2 separate regions of the Macaca mulatta genome follow, and region 2 is linked to region 1. A link is a contact called in public Hi-C data. All regions are on one chromosome and are shown on one strand. The core of a region is the stretch at or near the end of the contact, and the rest is flanking DNA. Distances in the headings are between cores, read along the strand shown. Region 1 holds the start of SLC2A6 (solute carrier family 2 member 6). Region 2 holds the start of RPL7A (ribosomal protein L7a).

Region 1 (7,255 bases), core at 1,948-4,447:
TTTAGCAAAAAAACTGTGCTGCATCCATAAAACACTGCACTACGCGGCTGCAAAAAAGGACACATCACTGAAAATCGGCATATGGATAAATCTCACAAACATGCTGAAAAAAGAAGGCAGACAAAAGAATACTTCACATAGGTTCTCTTTATAAGACCACTCTAATCTATTGTCACAGAAAGCTTAATAGATTTATAGTTTACTGATTAATAGTTTACTGGTGAGCAGATTAATAGTTTACTGGTGAGCAGATTAATAGTTTACTGGTGAGCAGGGAAAGGAGGCTGACTTCAGACAGGCACAAAGAAACCTTCTAGAAGGGTGGAAATGGGCTGGGCGTGGTGACTCACACCTGTAATCCCAGCACTTTGGGAAGCCAAGGCGGGCGGATCACCTGAGGTTGGAAGTTTGAGACCAGCCTGGCCAACACGGTGAAACCCTGTCTCCACTAAAAATGCAAAAATTAGCCAGGTGTGGTGGTGGGTGCCTATAATCCCAGCTACCAGCCTGGCCAACACAGTGAAACCCTGTCTCTACTAAAAATGCAAAAATTAGCCAGGTGTGGTGGTGGGCGCCTGTAATCCCAACTACTCAGGAGACTGAGGCAGGGGAATCGCTTGAACCCGGTAGTCAGAGGTTGCAGTGAGCCAAGATCGCAGCACTGCACTCCAGCCTGGGCAACAGAGTGAGCCTCCATCTCAAAAAAAGATAAAAGAAAGAAACAGTGGAAATGTTTTATATCTTGATTGGGGGTGTTCGGGGTTATACAATTGTCAAAACTCATCAACCTATACTTAAAATGGATTCATTTTACTGTATATAAATTGTAGCTTTAACAAAGTTGACTTTTCTTGTATTTTCTTTTTTCTTTTTTTTTTTTTTTTTTGAGACGGAGTCTCACGCTGTTGCCCAGGCTGGAGTGCAGTGGCGCGATCTCAGCTCACTGCAAGCTCCGCCTCCCGGGTTCCCGCCATTCTCCTGCCTCAGCCTCCTGAGTAGCTGGGACTACAGGCGCCCGCCACCGCGCCCGGCTAATTTTTTGTATTTTTAGTAGAGACGGGGTTTCACTGTGGTCTCGATCTCCTGACCTTGTGATCCGCCCGCCTCGGCCTCCCAAAGTGCTGGGATTACAGACGTGAGCCACCGCGCCCGGCTATTTTTTCAAGAAGGCTCTCTCTCTCACTCCAGCACAAAACAGACTGGACTGCTTTGGTGTGATCACAGCTCACTGCAGTCTCAAACTCCTGGGCTGAAGCAATCTTCCCACCTCTGCCTTCCGAGTAGCTGGGACCACAGGCACTCGCCATCACACCTGGATAATTTGTGTTAGTTTTTTGTAGAGACAGGGTCTCACTTTGTTGCCCAGGCTGGTATCAGACTCCTGGCCTCAAGCAGTCCTCCTACCTTGGCCTCCTAAATGCTGGGACAGGCACACACCACTGTGCCTGGCCTAAAGTTGAGTTTAAAAGAAAAAAATACATTAAAAAAAAAGAGAAGGCCAACTGCAGTGGCTCACGCCTGTAATCCCAGAACTTTCTGAGGCTGAAGCAGGAGGATCACGAGGTCTGTAGCTTGAGACCAACCTGGCCAACATGGTGAAACCCCGTCTCCACTAAAAATACAAAAATTAGCTAAGCGTGGTGGCACATGCCTGTAATCCCAGCTACTTGGGAGGCTGAGGCAGGATGATCACTTGAACCCAGGAGGCGGAGGTTGCAGTAAGCTGAGATTGCACCACTGCACTCCAGCCTGGGCAACAGACCGAGACTCCGTCTCAAAAAAAATACATAGATATGTTTATATGTAAAAATGCATACATATATGCTTATATGTAAAAACACATACATATATATGCATACATGTAAAACACATACATATATGCATGTATTTAAACACATACATGTAGGCATGTATGTAAAACAAACATGTATGCATGCGTGTGAAACGCGTGTGTGCATGCGTGTGAAAACACATGCGTGTGTGCATCCGTGTAAAAATGCGTGCGTGTGTGCATGCGTGTAAAAATACATGCATATATGCGTGCATGTAAAAATACATATATGTGTATATATGGCCATGAGGACTGTGCAGCCTGATCACTATACCGGGTGTGCCTGAGTCCAAAGCCTATGATCTTGACGGCAAGAAAACGATGATGTAAAGGGGCTACAGGATTTAATGAGGGCCCAAATACGCAAAATAGGCACATGGAGAAAAGACTGGAAGAAAAGAGGCTAAAATGCCTTCAAGATCAGGCTGACGGGAGATGGATGTGATTCTCTTTATTGTTCTATTATGTTTTTATTTCAATCATAATAAGGGGAATTCTAACTTTTAAAAATGCTTTACTACGTTAATAGCTAAACATGGGAAATGACCCAAATACTCAGCAACAAAGGATCCGTTTAAAAGCGTGTGTGGCACGTCCATCCAGCAGAGCAGGGCGTGATTTCGTCCTCTTCCCGAAAAGGCCCAAAGAGAGAGGTGGAACTGCTGTGGGATTTTTTGAGGACGGGCTTCCCGGGAATTTTCCATTTCTGCTTTTCTTATTTTTCAATGTTATCTTACTACCTGGGTGACGTGTCACGAGTTCAGGTTATTTCTACCATCAGAGCCTGGGGTGGAGGATACAGACCTCGCCCACTGCAGCTGCCCACAGCGCCCCGCCCGGCCCCTCCTGCCTCCTTCGTCCCGCACATCCGCTGCTGCCCTGACACACCGCGATTCCCTGGTGCCAGGGAGAGCCAGGGCAGAGGTGGCCCTGAGACGCCACGCAACAGGGAGAGCTAGAGCATAAGGCGGAGCGAGGTGCGCATTCGCTGTGACCTGGCGAGCGGCTTCACCTCTCTGGGCCTCGGTTTCCACCCCGCGGGAGCGGGTACGACGGGGCCTGCGCGCATTGCCGCAGTCACGCCTGCAAGACCCGGGCCGGGTGAGCAGCTCCCGGCGCTCCGCGAGGACCCCGGACTATCTGGCAGGGGCTCCGCCCTGGGACCCCCATCCTGTCTCGGGGGCGGGACCTTTGGGTGCGCACGCGGTGCGGGCCGCGCCCTGGGAAGCCGGGTCCGCATCCGAGCATCAGGACAGCGTGCGGCCGCCTCATTGGCCGGCGCGGCTCTGCAGGGCCATCCCGCAGCCAATCGCGACTGAGGGGCGGGGCCTGGCCGGTGGAGCTGCGGGCCCGGTGCGGCTGCTCCAGTCTGAGCGCCCTCCGCTCGCCCGGAGAGAGACCCGGCCATGCAGGAGCCGCTGCTGGGAGCCGAGGGCCCGGACTACGACACCTTCCCCGAGAAGCCGCCCCCGTCGCCAGGGGACAGGGCGCGGGTCGGGTGAGAGTCGCTGGGTTGGGGACTGGGGGTGGGGCCTGGGGGTGGCTCTGGTTCCCTGCCGCCGGCGGCGCGCTCCCACCCTGGGCCTCCCCTGACCTAGTCGCCACCGAGGGGCCATCTGGCTCCCTCCTGTCCCGGACAAGCTACTCCTATTTAAGGAACCGGTGCCTCTAAGGGAAGGAACGATCCACGGGAGTACCGGGCCCAGCCCCCTACTGCCACAGACAGGAAGACTGAGGCCCCAACGAGCAAGGGGTCTGCCTGAGGTCACACAGCAAGCCTCCAGCCGCAGACCTGGGGGCAGAACCAGAGCCTCCTCTTCCGGAGAAAAGGCCCCAGTACCAGAGGCTCAGCCACGGCGATGAGCTAACAATGGCCTGGGAATTTCCCAGGGGAGCTGGGGCTCAGGCCCTGGGAACCTGAATGGCCTTGGACCCAGGCCTCCCCAGCACTGCCCGCTGAGCTGGGCAGCCACTGGGTTCAGAAAAGGCAATGGTTCCTGGAGGAGGGACTCAGAGACCCTGGTCCTTTTGTCCGCCACCATCACCAGGGCCCTGCAGAACAAAAGGGTGTTCCTGGCCACCTTCGCCGCAGTGCTCGGCAATTTCAGCTTTGGGTATGCTCTGGTCTACACATCCCCTGTCATCCCAGCCCTGGAGCACTCCTTGGATCCCGACCTGCATCTGACCAAATCCCAGGCATCCTGGTTCGGGGTAAGGACCATCCTCGGAGGAGGGTGGGTGCAGGGAGCAGGGACCTGCTGAGCCTTGTCCCCAGCTAGGGACCTCCCAAATTCTCCACCTTGGGAGCCCCTCCAGGGCTCCCCCCGCCCCCAGCCATCTAGGCCACTGGTGGGTGGGGTAAAGCTACAGGATTCCTCTGAAATGAGGAACTGAAAGCCAGTGGAGAGGGTGAAGGAAGGAGCAGGTGGGGAGGTGGCTGTCAGGGTCTACACTAGGTAGGGTTGAGGCTTCCCCAGGTCCCCACACCCACAGTTGGCTGGATGGGGGCAAGGGTATCAGGTGTCAGTGGGGAGAGGCACTGGCTGGGGCAAGGAGGGTCTGCAGGATAGATTGTGGGCTGATGGAGAGGAAGATCCCAAAGTCCCAGAGTCTAGAATTACAATCTTAATAGCCTCAGATGTAGTTACAACATAGTAGTTAAGATAAGATTTACTGAGCACTTCCTATGTGCCAGGCACGTGTTGGGCACTGAACGTTCATTGACTCCCAGGGCCAACCCCACGAGGTAGAACTCTCCCTGTAAGACAGCCCAAGAAACTGAGGCTCAGACAGGCTGGGCAATGTGCCCAGGTCCCACTACCAGTTAGCAGAGTCCAGAGGGGGTCCCAGTTGCTGCTGTACAGGGAACTTAAGAACCTCCAAATCTTAAAGCCCAGGGCCTTCAAGTCACAGAATTCTCCTGTATTAAAATATTAGACATTTAAACATCAGGCTGGACAGAACCACTGTGTACATGTGGCAGTGCCTCTTCCTTAGAGCAGAACTCCCTGTTTGAGCATCCCTAACAAATGGCTGTCCCTTGAAGACAGGAGGCTCCCTGCTTCAAGTGCTTGACTTGGTCAAGTGCTTGACCAGCTCCTGGGGTCGGCCTAGAGAAGAAGCTGTCCCTGGACTCTGATGAGAGTGGGGTGCGCAGTGCCCAGACATATCTGCCCTGCACCCCCTTCCCCTGCAGTCCGTGTTCACCTTGGGAGCAGCAGCCGGAGGCCTGAGTGCCATGATCCTCAACGACCTCCTGGGCCGGAAGCTGAGCATCATGTTCTCAGCTGTGCCGTCGGCGGCCGGCTATGCGCTCATGGCGGGTGCGCACGGCCTCTGGATGCTGCTGCTCGGAAGGACGCTGACGGGCTTCGCCGGGGGGCTCACAGCCGCCTGCATCCCGGTAAGGCCAGGCCTTCCCACCCAGGGGCCCCAGTGCCTCTGTATTGGTGCTGAGCCTCCATCTGACTAAGGCCTCCCGGCCTCCATGCCTTCTGGGCAATGAGAATTGTTTGCCTTCCCTGCAGATGCCCTCAGCTCACCCCCAGCAGGGCAGCTAATTTGGGGGAAATTGTCTCCAGGTCCCCGGCTGCCCCCACTCTGGACTTTCCAAGCCTTCTACCCCATTTCTTGACTGGTCAGATGTATTACTCAATTGGAGAAAATCCGCATTGAGCAATGGGTAGGAGAGGGAAGTCCCTGCCCGACACCCGCCCTGGGACCTTCTTATTTTATCCGGTACTCCACACGGGGCCTGGTGAGCCCAGCAGAGGAGACAGAACTCACTGGGAGGCACGGACTCACCTGCTCAGCCCTGGAGCCTGGGAGCCCTCGGGCCTCCTTCCCAGCATCATGCTGCTCATTTCCGAGCTAAGTCCTTCCACCCACCTCACAGTTAGGGAAACTGAGGACAGAGGGAGATCAGGCAGGCCGCCCAAGGTCCTGCAGTGAGTCATGACCAGGACACAGCCCCACCAGAAAGCCTCCACTTCCCACTTTCCGGGGTTCACAGGGGCCGCCCCCCCCCATCTTGGCCGGGCCTAGGAACCCGCATTCTCAGCAAAAGCTGGTGCGGCGGCTGTGTCTTGCAGGTGTACGTGTCTGAGATTGCTCCCCCAGGCGTTCGTGGGGCTCTGGGGGCCACACCCCAGCTCATGGCAGTGTTCGGATCCCTGTCTCTCTACGCCCTTGGCAAGTATGGCCCTGCACTCCTGTGTGCAGGCTGGCGGGAGGGGTGGGTGCCGCCAAAGTAGACGTGGGTGGAAAGGGAATGATTTGCCCCAGAACAGATCCTGGGCTGAGAGGCAAGAGATCTGGCATCCCGGCCCCACTCAGCCAGCACCTTGCTGTGCACCTCCAGGCAGGGCCTGCCCCTCTAGCCACAGGCCCAGTCCCTAGCTGGGGCAGCCAGGGCTTCTGCTGGACCCACAGTCGCCAGACTGTATTTTAACGGCAGAAAGCTTCCATCAAATGCCATCTCAGATGGGAAGTCCAGACAGAAAAGAAATCACAGCGCATGCAGCTGCTCAGTTGAAGGGGCGTGGAGGTGTTGGGTGGAGGCCCAGGGCCTTGCCTGCCCAGCCTAGTCCTTCCTCATCCGGCCCTGGCCCTAAGACTTTCCAAGGACTTCCCACTATGTGCCAGGGGCTGAGCAATCCCTGCAGCCCCACCCTGCCTGGGGCAATCAGGGTAGGCTTCCTATAGGAGGTGGCCCTTGGACTAGACTTTAAAGGGCAGATGAGGTTATTCAGAGGCTCCAGAGGGAAAGGGCTCTACCAGGCCTGGACCTGGCCCCTCACCCGCTCCTCGCCCCCAGGCCTCCTGCTGCCGTGGCGCTGGCTGGCTGTGGCCGGGGAGGCGCCCGTGCTCGTCATGATCCTGCTGCTCAGCTTCATGCCCAACTCGCCGCGCTTCCTGCTCTCTCGGGGCAGGGATGAGGAGGCCCTGCGGGCGCTGGCCTGGCTGCGCGGGACGGACGCCGACGTCCACTGGGAGTTCGAGCAAATCCAGGACAACGTCCGGAGACAGGTGCAGGAGGGTGTGCGCATGAGCCTGGCAGGCCCGCCTCCCACACTTCAGCTGTGTGTGGCCGTGGAGGCTTTTCCTGGAAGACAGGACCACAGTAGTTCCCACTAATCCAAGTGCCTGGGTTGGGGTTGGGGGGCTGTCCCCAGAGCCTGGGTGGCCTGGTAAGCTGGTTCTCTCCTGGAGGAGGGAAAAGGGGGGTCTCCCACCCAACTCCTGGCAGTCCAGGGCAGGATGGTGCCTGCTGGAGAGGCTGGCCCAACGCCCTCAGTGGCGGCCTTGTGTTTCAGAGCAGCCGAGTGTCGTGGGCTGAGGCACGGGCCCCCCACGTGTGCCGGCCCATCGCCGTGGCCTTGCTGATGCGTCTCCTGCAGCAGCTGACGGGCATCACGCCCATCC
Region 2 (7,255 bases), core at 1,670-4,169, 140 kb after region 1:
TCAGGTGAAGAAATTCTTAACCATCACTGGCAAAAGTTCAAATACATTTTTTTTTTTTGAGACAGAGTCTCGCTCTGTCGCCCAGGCTGGAGTACAGTGGCTCAATCTCGGCTCACTGCAAGCTCCGCCTCCAGGGTTCATGCCATTCTCCTGCCTCAGCAGCTGGGACTACAGGTGCCCGCCACCACGCCTGGCTAATTTTTTTTGTATTTTTTAGTAGAGATGGGGTTTCACCATGTTAGGATGGTCTCAATCTCCTGACTTCGTGATCCACCCACCTCGGCCTCCCAAAGTGCTGGGATTACAGGCGTGAGCCACTGCATCCGGCAAATGTATTTCTTAAACTAAAAGATTGGCCTTTAAGGCAAGAGGAAACAACCGTGAGACATGGATTAAATGAGCTAGGGGAGGTTTGGGGCCAGGCTGTGTACTTACGAGTTCACCTGTGTGAAGGCGACAGTGGTGCAGGTCTTCCTGTGGACTAGACGGCCCAGTCTGGCCTTCCCCTTGATAATGCAGTAAGGGACCCCCATTTTACGACACAGGGCAGGCAAGAAGACAACCAGCTGGAAGAAAGCATTAGCTGAAGAGTGTATTTTGACCAAAAGCAGTAAATTTCAGAGTTCGCTTGGTGGCAACTGCTCAGGGTTAAAAAGCTCATGGATTTGCACTTCAAGGTTGAATTCAGTGAGAGATTCACATCATTGCAAGAGCCATGCATGTGCTGGATCTGTGTCAGTACTGTCCTCATCCACTTCAGTCCCACCACTGACTTGGCATTAGACCTACTCTCTCTTCCTAATACTGACACAGAAGCCCTTGGGTTAGCAGTCAACAGGCAAACGCACCTCGATGGGATCTACGTCATGTGCAATCACCACCAGCTGAGCCTTCTTGTTCTCCACCAAGGTGGTGACGGTGTTAACTCCTAGAACACACAACCACTTTGTAAGTAACCACAGACAGGGCCTGCTCCCCTCACAAGAAGCTGCTGGGCTCAGCTGTTGACTCAGTGTTAAAAAGCTCGGTTTTACTCTTCACAGTGATTTCAGGCGAAAAAATTCTACATCACTGCAACAGCCTGCCCCCAGTGTTCACCCTAAGGTGGGGCCTACTCACCTGCTCGAAGGACAGGTGGTCTTTTAGTGGGGACATCCCCTTTGCCAGCAGCTTTCTTCTCGGCCCGGGCCAACAGCCTCTGCTTCTTCTCTTGTTTTGTCTCTGGTCTGTACTTGTGGGCCAGCTTAAGCAGCTGAGTAGCTGGAAAAACACTCTTCAGTTTAGGCTTGCAGTCAAGGTTCTAATCCTTGTCACTTAATACAAATGCTAGACCACTGTCCTGCTATATGATGACTATAATGTAATGACAGATGCAGTTCAAGAAACCTAAGGCCATCCACCCTCATGTTCTGGATGAAATAAGGAATCCTTGCCTGAGAAACTCTTTCCACACCACAGAACCTCACCTGTTTGGCGGTCCAGGGCCTGGGTGAACTGGTTAATAGCAGGAGGCACTTTCAGCCGCTTATAGAGGATGGCTCTCTGCCGCTGCAACCTGATATAGCGAGGCCATTTCACAAAGCGGGTGAGGTCTCTTTTGGGCTGGATGTCCTGTCCTGAAAAATAAAGGGTGACATCGAGTGAGATTCAAATCCCATGTCAAGTTCATGTCTGGGGCCACCAAGAAGGGTGTTGGTGCATCAGCGATCTTGGTGGTTTAAAACGTCATCACCATCTTTCAGATAGCAAATATTCTTTTACATCATCTGCACACAAACACCTGAGAACCCGAGAGCACGATGCTTTTCCTCATCTAACAAGCCAAGGCGCCACCAAGTACAGCAGAATTGTTGTTCTAGTGCTTCGCCGTGACAATGCTACTGTACTTGTTTCCGGATGGCTAAGCTGAATCCAAGGTCACTACCCTACTGAGATGAATGCTCACTCAGCAACTCCCAATGAAAGCAAGGAACATGTATCATCATTACCCCCGTCTCTAAGAGACACGGGTTAAGGACTGCGACCACTTTACACCCACTAAAACCTACAGAATACGACACAACCCAATTACCCTTTTCCCTTGGGAAAACAGTTTTCATTCTGCCGTTACTCACCAATGCCAAAATTCTTAGGTCTTTTCTCAAACAGGGGATTCACCACTTTCTTGGCCTCCTGCTTTTTCACGACAGCAGGGGCCGGAGCCACCTTCTTTCCCTTGGCCTTCTTTCCTTTCGGCTGGGCAGAAAGGAAACGTCAGTTAAACCGCCGCCTCCACTCGTTTTGTCCGGGGTAGGTCTCAGGCTGGCTCCTCCAAAACAGGGCGCCGACAGCCCCTGCCTGAACGAGGCCGGCGAGCAGCGTTCTGCAGCCCCCCAGCACCACCCCTCGACAGGAGTGTCTCACATCAGCAAGAGCACGCAGCCCCAGGAACCCCGAGCGGCCGGAGCCCGGCTAAGCCCGAGGCTACGCTCTCTTCGCGTCGCCAACCCAGGAGACGCCCCGAACTCATGATCCCTCTGGATCGCTGCCCCGCAGGTTCTGGAAGCAACGGGGAGGGCTCAGAACTCGTCACTCAAGACCTATGGAGCGGCCCCCAGGAAGCCCAGGAGATGCTAAGGCTCCGGGCGCCTCGGCCCCGTCCACTCCGAACCGCGCATTGCGGCGCTCCAGGCCCTCCTCCCCCAGCCCAGCAACACCGGGATCAACGCATCCCACTCCCGGCCGCCCGGGGCTCTAGTCCATCTCAATGTCTCCGCGCCACACCGGGCAGGGCTCTCCTGGCGCCAGGCGGAGCAGGAGGCCCTCCGCGGTCGCGCCTGGAGGAGGATGGCAGCGGATACACCAGAGACCTGGCTATAGTGGCACGAAAACAGCACTCACTCACCATCTTGGGCGGCGGGAGGAAAGAGAAAGAAAAGGGAATTGTGGGTAATTTGTATGCGGCCTTGGAGATCGCGAGAGTTGATACTGGCACGGGATTTCAGATTTAAAGCAACAGCACTCCTGTAAATGTAAAAATCGAGGCGGGGCCGAGAGGCTGCGGCGCGGCGGGGAAGAGACGCTGCGGCGGGCAGGCCCGGCCGGGGGAGAGACGCGGGAAAGTGCGGGTCCCAGAGGCACTTGTCCACCCCGCCCCAGGCCGACCCGGCGGACGCGGCATCTGGTGCGCGGGCGCTGGGGTGGTTATGAGGGTGTAGTGGGGAGTGGGGATGGAGGTGGGGGGTGTGTGGGTGCGTAGGCGCAGAGGTCGGGGATCCACTTTCCTACGTGTGACTTAATTCCCCCACCCCGTCAAAAATGGGCACAAACAACGCGAGTGCTTCCAGGAGTCCGCTCGGCCGTGCGCCAGGCCGCGAACCTAGGGGGCCCCGGACCCTCCCTGAGCACCGCGCGCAGAGGCCCGGCCCGAAGGCCAGGCAGGTCCAGCGCCGAGGCTGTCCAGTGCGGCTTACATCAGAGGCCGAGAGGCGCGCGGGGCTTGAGCCCCTTGTCCCGGTGGAGGAGCCATGAGGGATGTTAAGCGAGGGAGTGGAATGGCCCCCCCCCCTTTTTTTTTTGAGGTAGTCTCCCCTTGTCGCCCAGGCTGGAGTGCAGTGGCGTGGTCTCGGCTCACTGCAACCTGTGCTTCCCGGGTTCAAGCGGTTCTCCTGCCTCAGCCTCCCGAGTAGCTGGGACTACAGGCGCCCACCACCACTCCCCGCTAATTTTTGTATTTTCAGTAGAGACGGGGTTTCAGTATGTTGGTCAGGCTAGTTTTTAGTCTCAAACTCCTGACCTCAGGTGATCCCTGCCTTGGCCTCCCGTGCTGGGATTACAGGCGTGAGCCACCGCGCCCGGCCGGAATGACCACTTTTTAGGACCTCTTCGCCGCCGCGCAGAGAATGGAGGGAGCGGGGCAGCCGGAGTGGGAATGGAAGGAAAGCGTGGATGTAGGCGGTGCAGAAGGACTCCTCGGATGGGAGGGCGTGGTGAGGGTGGCGGCGGGCTAAGAAGTTATGCCAGGGGCTGGTGATGAGCTTGCAGGCCTCTCTGGGACACTCTGTGGGCCTGGATATGAAGTTTGGACTGCAGCCCTGGACAGGGCTTGGAGGGCTGGCCAGGAGTTCCAGGATGAGCTTGCTCTGGCAAAGGCGGGGCCAGAGGAGAGTCCTGGAACCCCCCTGCAGTGCCTGCTGATGGACTGAGTTCATCTGTGTTTCAGTGATTGACTTTATTGGCAGAAAGGGAATCCCCAGAAATCTGCTAAGGTTGGGGCATAGAGGGTGTGTCCTGCTAAGGTTGGGGCATAGAGGGTGCCTGGGTTGACTCTGCCTGCACTCAGAGGTCTGTGCTGCACTCTAAGGTCCCAGGTCTTCCCGCTGCGCTGCCTGAGGCTCGGCCATGGCCCAGCAGAGAGCCCTGCCCCAGAGCAAGGAGACGCTGCTGCAGTCCTACAACAAGCGGCTGAAGGATGACATTAAGTCCATCATGGATAACTTCACCGAGATCATCAAGACCGCCAAGGTGGGGGTGGGGGGGACCACCAAGGGGAGCAGGGTTTGGGAAGAGATGGAGATAGGAGAGGCCAGGGGCTGAGCAGCGTGAGTGAATAGTGTTCCAGGCAGGAAGCACCCAGTGCACAGGGAGCTGGTCAGTAGATACACCAAATAATGGCACGTCCTGGCAAAGCAGCGCAAGGGGACTCTGGCTGGACTGCCGCGGCCCCACGTCCAGCCCTTACTAACAGTATGGGTTTGGGTGGAGATTTCACTTTTTAGTGCTTTAGTTTCTCCTGCTTTGTGGGGTCCTTATGATGACCCCACAATGACCTTATGATGACTGGTGAGTTTACCTGTGTAAAACACTTACTTGGGCACAGAGCCAGTGAGCAGGAGAAAAGCAGACTGAGGGGAGAAGTGGGGGGCCCTCCAGGCAGGTGGAGCGGTTGGCACTGGGGCCTGCAAGCCTGCTGACTGCTGCAGCTGGGCTGGATCCTTCCTGGCTGCTGCAGACCTGCAGGCTCCATAAGCAATGATGATAAGTATGGACGCTGGCATGTACTAAGTGCTTGCCATGTGTCAAACCACGTTGTGAGGCTGTCTGTGCCTGTTCTGCTGAATCTTCATGAGGAGTCTGTGAGGTGGGCACTGTTGTCCTCTTCATTTCAGGAGGAAACCCAGGCCCAGGAGACTTAGTGACTTGCCCAAGGTGACTCAGCTCATAACTGGCTGAGCCAGGATTTGAACCCACAAAGTCTAGGTCTTAACCGCTGAGGGTACCTGACACCCACCCTGAGCTGAGCCCTTGCAAGACCTGCTGGGAAGCCCTGTCCAGGTTAGCCGAACACACTGGCTGGGCTCCTGGCCCCTCTGTTCACCATCTGAGACTCCTTGACCACACCAGTCTGTCCCAGCCTCGTTTGGCCACCTGTAAACCAGGGGTGGCAGGCCAGGCTTCTGTGAAAATGTCATGGGCTGATGGTGGTTAAGTGCGTGACACAGCCTGGCACCTGGGAAGTGATCAGGAAATGGTCGCTGAAAAAAAAATACATCATCCCTTCACTCATCCAGCAGTTTACCAAATGCCAAGCAAGTGACAAGGGTTCCCACCAGACAGGGCTCCCACAGCGCAAAAAGACTGGTCCAAGATAAGCCCCCATCCCTGCATGTAGCACAGTAAGCAGTGTGAGTTGCCTCCATTTGTCTTGAGCAAGGTGCCTGTTGTCTCTCATGGCCAGAAAAAGAGAGGATGGAATTGAACCTTGCCAGAGGTCTGGCTGACAGCGCTCAGGTCTGTAGACAGCACCACAGACAGGTTGTGGATAGTGTGGGCATCCTGGTCAGATGACAGTTACCGTAAGCTGGGCTGGGCCGGGCCAGGGGTGCGGGTGCCTTGACTGGGTTGATTCTAGGTTTTCTTGTTTGCCCCCAGATTGAGGACGAGACGCAGGTGTCACGGGCCACTCAGGGTGAACAGGACAATTACGAGATGCACGTGCGAGCCGCCAACATTGTGAGTGGCCAGGGTGGAGGGCACAGCCTGGGCTCCAGGAGCATCAGTCCCGGCTGGGGTTTCCTGGGTGGAGTGTAGGGGGTTCTGGGGCTGGTCTGCTCTTCTTCCCCCGAGGAGCAGAAGGAGGCAAATGTAGAGATGCTTTGGTTTCACCAGTCAACAGCTTTAAAGAATGAGGTGGGGGCAAATCATTTCTCAGGAGACTGTCCTCACGTAGGGCACTTGGAGGAGAGCTGGGCAGAAAGCCGCCCATACCCGTCCTGTAGCTGTGCAGTGGCCAGGAAGAGGGCAGCCCTTCCTGCTAACTCACGAGTTCCTAAGGTCAGTTGTGAGTGAAAAGACAAACAGCTGAATGGAACTGTAGGCGCCATTGGATTCCTTCGGATCACAGGAGAAACACAGCGAGCAGATATTCCTGCAGGTGCACGGCCAGGGCTCAAAATGCACGGCAAAAGGTCTCACAGGAGCTCTGCCCAGCTGGCAGCCATGCTGACCCCACCCCGGGGCAGGAGGCAAAATGGGATCGTAGTTTTATCTGTGGGGTTTGAGTTTTTCATGAGCAGAATGTGCACCTGCATGATTGGACTGGAGGCCAGTCCTGCAGGAGTGAAGCCAGAGTCCAGAGGCTGAGGGAGGGGAGGGCCTTCCCTGCAGAACTGACATCCTAGTTGGCTCACTTAATTCTCACAAATGAACCTGTGGAGGTCAGGGGTAGAGTCCCACTTTGCAGATGAGAAGCTGAGGCTCCCAGAGAGGCCATCCCTTGCCCCACATCAGCCACCTGCAGGCAGGGCCGCTGTCACCCCTCACCCTGTGCCCGCCCTGGTTCTGATGGCCACAGGTCCGAGCCGGTGAGTCCCTGATGAAGCTGGTGTCCGACCTCAAGCAGTTCCTGATCCTCAACGACTTCCCTTCAGTGAATGAGGCCATCGACCAGCGCAATCAGCAGCTGCGCGCGCTGCAGGAGGAGTGTGACCGGAAGCTCATCACGCTGCGAGACGAGATCTCCATCGACCTCTATGAGCTGGAGGAGGAGTATTACTCGTCCAGGTATAAATAGCGCTGGACTCCCCATGCAGAACGGGAGCCCGCCTACCTGGGCCTGGCCAGCAGGCAAGGCTGCCTTCTGCTTTTTCAAATTCTTGCTGGTCTTGGCAGTGGAGCCGTGCCTGGGTTTCAGAGCAGAGCTTCTGACCAGAGCGTTTGATCGACAGACAATTCACAACCATCTGCCAGGGCCCTGGGCCTTTCCCACAGTGCAGTG

Evidence for each region. A called contact is a pair of places that touch in the nucleus more often than the background predicts.
Region 2: a Hi-C map of fetal cortex germinal zone shows a contact between it and region 1, with 1.9 times the contacts expected there. The contact joins the promoter of RPL7A here to the promoter of SLC2A6 in region 1. A contact is called at or near these places in 2 of 14 Hi-C or Micro-C datasets (fetal cortex germinal zone and liver).

Annotation. Positions count from the first base shown.
Region 1 is chr15:9,039,974-9,047,228 of T2T-MMU8v2.0, forward strand. SLC2A6 (solute carrier family 2 member 6) reads left to right here and starts at 3,198. Exons shown (of 11, transcript XR_013405324.1): 1 at 3,198-3,329; 2 at 3,880-4,042; 3 at 5,028-5,234; 4 at 5,923-6,022; 5 at 6,648-6,859; 6 at 7,147-7,255.
Region 2 is chr15:9,175,629-9,182,883 of T2T-MMU8v2.0, forward strand. It overlaps RPL7A (ribosomal protein L7a), which reads right to left and starts at 2,920. Exons shown (of 8, transcript NM_001144039.1): 1 at 2,885-2,920; 2 at 2,115-2,235; 3 at 1,467-1,616; 4 at 1,120-1,260; 5 at 849-928; 6 at 436-566. The coding sequence starts at 2,887. MED22 (mediator complex subunit 22) reads left to right here and starts at 3,036. Exons shown (of 5, transcript NM_001194184.2): 1 at 3,036-3,182; 2 at 4,343-4,503; 3 at 5,911-5,991; 4 at 6,833-7,041. The coding sequence starts at 4,381. It overlaps LOC114672900 (small nucleolar RNA SNORD24), which reads right to left and starts at 1,771; the gene lies at 1,697-1,771. LOC114672892 (small nucleolar RNA SNORD36) reads right to left here and starts at 33; the gene lies at 1-33. It also overlaps LOC114672890 and LOC114672891.